2 separate regions of the Mus musculus genome follow, and region 1 is linked to region 2. The links are chromatin contacts, called in public promoter capture Hi-C maps. All regions are on one chromosome and are shown on one strand. The core of a region is the stretch at or near the end of the contact, and the rest is flanking DNA. Distances in the headings are between cores, read along the strand shown.

The links. Promoter capture Hi-C pulls out the DNA fragments that hold promoters and counts their contacts.
Region 1: a contact with region 2 is called in a promoter capture Hi-C map of hippocampal neurons, with 2.3 times the contacts expected there. The contact joins the enhancer-like site here to the promoter of Prim2 in region 2. A contact is called at or near these places in 5 of 39 promoter capture datasets (the 3T3-L1 cell line, cranial neural crest, embryonic stem cells and 2 more), 3 of 484 Hi-C or Micro-C datasets (the HPC-7 cell line, cranial neural crest and embryonic fibroblasts), 4 of 115 datasets of contacts at active chromatin or transcription factors (bone marrow-derived macrophages, embryonic forebrain, embryonic stem cells and 1 more) and 1 of 9 other capture datasets (adipose tissue).

Annotation. Positions count from the first base shown.
Region 1 is chr1:33,945,886-33,948,771 of GRCm38.p6, forward strand. All of the region lies in intron 2 of Dst (dystonin), which reads left to right. Among named protein-coding and RNA genes, the nearest start is that of Dst, 39 kb to the left of the region's middle. Within about 2 kb of position 1,271, at least 55 of the 459 cell types and tissues checked have an H3K27ac peak or open chromatin away from gene starts, as enhancers often do. A contact at or near this core is called in adipose tissue and hippocampal neurons, where this site is marked.
Region 2 is chr1:33,668,270-33,671,064 of GRCm38.p6, forward strand. Prim2 (DNA primase, p58 subunit) reads right to left here and starts at 1,525. Exons shown (of 14, transcript NM_008922.2): 1 at 1,355-1,525; 2 at 589-751. The coding sequence starts at 742. 1700001G17Rik (RIKEN cDNA 1700001G17 gene) reads left to right here and starts at 1,555. Exons shown (of 1, transcript NR_033199.2): 1 at 1,555-2,443.

The DNA.
Region 1 (2,886 bases), core at 21-2,520, 280 kb after region 2:
TAGGGTGATACAGGAGGACTTGCCGGGGTTTTTTGGGACCTTTACCCCAGTTCCTGTGTTTTATGCAACCATGCCCTTGGTGGCTGTGCAGACCCGGGCCTCTGCGTGCCGCAGGCTTGTCTTGCTGCTTCCTCTCAGTCCAGTCTGTTCTCTGCTTGAGCCAGTGCTACAGTATCTACTCTGTGGCTGAGACTGCCCAAGTTAGGATAGGGCTGGCATCAACCTCAGGAATCTTTTTCCAGAAACAGTCCAGAAATAGGTGGACCTCAAGATGAAGCTGTTCTTTGAGAACAGATATTTGGAGGATGCCCTTGATAACAGACATAGTTGTAAGATTGTGTTGCCACACATCCTCCCTCCCCCACTGTGTTGGCAGTTCAGTTTCTATGTGTTTCCATCTTTTACTTGATCGATCTCTCTCTCTCCTTTCCTCCCTCCCTCTCTCTCTCTCCTTCCCTCCCTCCTTCTTGGTATTTTTTGAAACAGGGTTTCTTTGTGTAGCTCTGGCTGTCCTGGAACTAGCTATAAAGCTAGACCAGGCTGGCCTCAAACTCAGAGATCTGCCCGCCTCTGCCTCCTGAGTGCTGGGATTAAAGTCCTGTGCCATTGCTGCCACCACAACCCAGCTCTGTCTCTTAACCTTATAAGCTTATTTTTGTGTCTTAACAACTCTGAGTGTATAGTGGCCATTGGAAAAGCTGTAAGGATTGCAGCTGAGATACTGAAGAAGTGTTTAGGTCTTTAGTATGACTTCAATTTTCAAAGCCCCTCCTGTTCTTTTGTCTTCGGCTTCCTGTGTCCCTGGCCCCACCTCTCTGCTTGCTTTCCTGCCTGGCTTCTCCCATGATCCTCTTTGTTTCTCACACCTCTCTGCACTGCCTTCTCACTTGCGACAGGCCTTCATGCCTGTTTTTTAAGTGTCATTCATCAAATATAGTCACATCTCACCATAAAATCTTGCCTTTAGCTCCTCCGAGTTTATAGCTGCTGGATCTGGGACAGGTTGCAGAGCCGCGAGTAGGAGCAAGCCGGGTGCCATGGATGTTGTGAACACACCATAAAATATGCTTATTTCCTTCACATCTCATGGTGTCTTGTTTTGGAAAGGATTTTTTACACACACGTTTTTACGATGGTGACTTTTTATTTATGGATTAGGGACTATTGTCTGTGACTCTTTAAATCTGAAGAGGGCCACATGCAGACAGATTGAGCTCACATTCATCTGTAATTACAAAGGCTGGGTTATGATTTGCTTGTGGCGGGGCTATTTATAGAGCCTGCCATTGCGCATGACTGTCTGGGCCCAGGGCTGTGAGACCTAGCTGCTGCCAGAGCAGATTGCACTGATTCTGCGCCTGCTCAGCAGGCGGTCTTTCCTTCTTACTGTCTTTAACTGTATGGCATCTTAGCATGCTTCTAGAATTCTTATCTGTGACCCACTTTGCTATGCCATATGGCTACTGTTTCTGCAGCATAGTTGGACCTGTTTGAGATGTATATTGTGGCCAGTGTTATGTAGTCATTCTCTCTCTCTTTCTCTTTTCTTTTCTTTTTTGAGATAGAGTCTTCCTAAAATGTAGCCCTGGATGGCCTTGAACTCACAATTCTCCTGGCCCAGACTCCCCAGTACTCTGATTATGGGTGTGTACCACCACATTTCAGCTTGGTTTTGTGTGTGTGTGTGTGTGTGTGTGTGTGTGTGTGTGTGTGTGTGTGTGTGTACCAGGTTGGCCTAATCTCAAGATCCGCCTGTCTCTGCCTCCTGAATACGGGGATTAAAGTCTGTGCTATTAGCGCAGGGCTCTAGCACCGTTCTTCTTCCTTGTATTAATGGGTTTGCTGTCCTTGCAGAAGCTTTTTGTTGCTGATTCTTTTGTGTCCTTGACTACTGAATAAGGTCCCCAAGTGTCACTGCTGGCACTGTTTAGGAGCTCAGACTTCATGTGTCTCGGGTCGGCTTTCTGAGGGGACAGGCTGTGACCTGAGATAGAGGCTGCCTGCATATTGGCTGGAGAGTGCTCCTCTGCTGAGAGGGAGAGAGAAACTGAGTTAGAAGAGGAGTCCATTTGCAAGAACACCCACCGATCTCCTGGGAAGTATCAGAGCTGTCCTGTTGGAAGCAGGCCCTTCTCCTTGTTGAGTGGCATTGGGCAGGCCTGGGCAGGGTGAAGGGTGTGATATCAGACCAGCAGCCACCTAGTGGGCAGAAAGGATTTTCCAGGTAGAATTTTAGCAACTGGAGAAGCAGGTGTATAAGGAATGGAATCTGAGCAGAGGCTCACAGCATCCAGAAAGCTACTCCTGTTTACCTTTATATATTACGCAATCTTTACTCCGCTTTTAACGGCAGTAGCAATGCAACATTGGGGTGCTTCTCAAGAGTCTTTTAAAGGCCAAGCATGCTTATTTTCTTTTAGGGGTTCATTTAAATGAAAAAAAAAAGAAAGAAAACATGGAATTGATGAATTTACGCTAAAAACAGTATGGGTCAGTTTCAGCACAGAGGTCCTACTGGAGAAGTTCTCCCAGAAAGATTCCATCTTCCAATGGCTGATTATTTCTGATCTAACCAAAAAAGCCAGGGTAGGAAAGGTCAATGATTACAGCGTTTTAAATGCAGCAACGCTGATTAGTTTGGGCAAGCTTTCTTTTTCTTCCAGTACTACAGCATAAGTATGAAAACCCACTAGGGGATAGGTATAATCATTTTTAGAAAAGCTGGGCAAATGCATTTTTGGTAGTATCATCTATGTGTTTGCAAAAACAGAACAGATGTTGTTTAATCTGCCTGCGAAACGTCAAACAGATGGAGCAGACATGGCTGCCAGGGGGAAGCTTCTCTAACCTTGTCTCTCATAGACCGGGTTGCTGATGAGAGGACAG
Region 2 (2,795 bases), core at 275-2,774:
ATCCTTCTCACACCTCGGTCCTGCGCATTATAATATGCCTTCAAATGTCCACACGTCTCCACTCTCCCTCAACTACTCACACCGGAAGCATAGCTCTCTTTCACAGCCGCAAGCCTTTGTAGAGACCATTATCACAGTTTGGAAAAGCCCTTCACTGCTTCTGCTGGGAAATCCCTACTGTCTGCTCATTTCTTCAGAAACCAGACCAAATTCCAACTTCTCTAGGAAACCTTCCTTAAGTAGACTAAGCTAGTTATTCTCACTTTTACACTCCAGGGGCATTAATATTTACTTCTATCAAAGCAGAAAGTAATCTGATGTATGATTTTAACTCTACACGTCTGTCTCCACATAGCAAATACAGTTTCAACATAGACCTTAATTGCATTACTCATTACAAAGTCCCTGCCACCTGGAAGCAGAGTACTCAATGTGCATACTACAGTGAAGAAGTGAATGACAAACCTTCAACAGCAAATCACCAACGGATGTTGAATGGGCTGCTGAACAAAGAGGAACTGCCTTTATTCATCGTGTGATAACTGCACTTCTCAAGGACACAAACATTGGACTTTAAATGCCACTTACATTTAACTCTGTCAAAAGCCAAGTTTTCAAACTCCGTCAACGATATGTTTTCAGTAGGCGGCTGCAGGTAAAACTGAAGGCTGTGAGGGTAACTAGCATTTCTCTGGTCACCCGCCAATCGCAGCTTCTTCCGGATCCTTCCTGAGAACTGCATCTTGACCACCTTTTGAAAGCAGTGAAATAAATTATATAAATATATATTTATATTATATATTATATAAATTATATATATATGTTATATAGTATATATTGCAATATATAGTGCTTAGGTGGCAACGCAATATATATGTTAAAATGACGGAAAAAGGCTGAGTCAATAGAGTAAATATTTATGGAAACACAAAATATTGGATGCACAGACTTTTTTAAAGGGATTATTCCTAGACCCTGCTGTGTTGTCTAGATTTTCTATACACATCTGTAATAACAGGGGCGAATGTGGGAAGGGCTCAAACTGGGGTATATGTAGACGGTGGCCCTTGTAAGCCAAAGAGTGATCACTAAGTGTTGCTGCCTGCCACCCTCAGGCATGTGCGAACCCAAGACAAGATGAGGTTTGAGGGGAGGGGGGTGTTAAATTCCTGAAATCAAGGTAAAGCAAAGTAGATTCTACCTAGATGAGAGGCTTACTTCTCGTACTTCTAACTCTGGAATCCAGCCTTTCCAGAATAGTCAAAAGTGCCTTAACTTCCCTTCCGGCCCCAGCGCCTTCCCGGGCCGCCCTCCCCGCCATCCCACCCGGAGCCTCCCTCCGACCCGACACCACCTGTCACTCGGTCCCACCAGGTCAGCTCACAAGCTTCCAACTCCACGGCTTCTCTCCGTCCCAAATAAAGCCGCAGTAGATTGTTTAACCAGCCAGCAGCCAGGCTGAAAGAAACACCCGCGCTGACAGCCGCTCTCTCCCAGTGGCGGGAGAGTTCATTTGGAACGGGAAGCGGAAGTGATGCGCAGAGGTCCCACCCCCTGGCGCCCCGCCCACCGCGGTGTGGCGCGGTAGCGACTGAAGGTAGTGCGCGTCTGGAGCGTTTTGCACGCCGACCGACTTTTTGATGCTGGTTTTGTTTTTTGTTTTGTTGACGGATGTGAGTTCTTTTGAGACCATGTCTCGCACCGAAGCCCAGGCTAACTTGGAATTGGTGGCGATCCTCCTGCCTCAACCTCCCACAAGTGCTGGGCTTAGGCTGAGCCGCAACACCCGCCCTAAGATATCTTGAATGCAAGTGATGGAGATTTTGTTGGGTTTTTTGTTTTTGTTTTCCAGAACCCCAGGTGCCCTCTCTGCGCGGAGACGCCTTTGGGCTTGGGGCTGCAGTGCAAACGGCAAACATTCCCGCGCTGCAGCCAGAGTCAGGGTAACTGAGGCTCCGGAAGCTTGCGGGCGCTTTACCGGGGGTGGCCTCCCCTCTGTCATTCCAGGAGGTGGGAAGGAGCCGCCGTGTCCGCTTTGCCCACGACACAAGGACTGTCCCTCCTCGTTGTTAGCAACGCTGCCTTCATCTTCCGGACGAGAAAAGAGCTGTAAGAATGACGTCGGTTTGCTCGTCCCCGCGCGATGCTCGCCAGGGAACACGCGAGCGAGCATAGACTTCGGGGAGCGGAGGAACCTGCAGGACTTAGCAAAAAGCGCTCCGGGACCACAGCGAGGCCAGCTAGGTGGCGTCCTAAGAGCCTGGACGGCCGCTGCGGTCTACAGTGTGTTCGAGGCGGCGTGTCCCCCTACAAAAGCCACCCACAAGCTCTGGGATGGGGCTGGGAGTGGTCGGGTTTAGAAATGCATAGTATATCCTAGTACTTTGAAGCCTCAAAGTACCCACCTAAGATAGACTAAATCGGCGGCTGTCCCTTGAAACGGAACCTGTTTATCTGTCAATTTTTATTCTCAAGCCACACAAAACAGACTCTAGTTAATTAGCCCCAATTTACACATAAAAGAACGGTGACTTCCAAAGGATTCCTGACAGGGGACTCCATTCTGCCAACCTCACTGGCCTGATTTCTTTCGTATGACAGTAGGGTACTCACTTCTCCTCTGTGGCCTATATACAATTATCATCACCAAATCCATAGACACTCCTAAAATATATTAACTGCCTTGTGTGTGTGTGTGGGGGGGGGGGGGGGCTGAAGCACAGAAGGAGAGATACCGTGATTAGAATGAGGACACCATGGAAATTTAAGTGAAATCACAAAGAATAAAAAGAAAA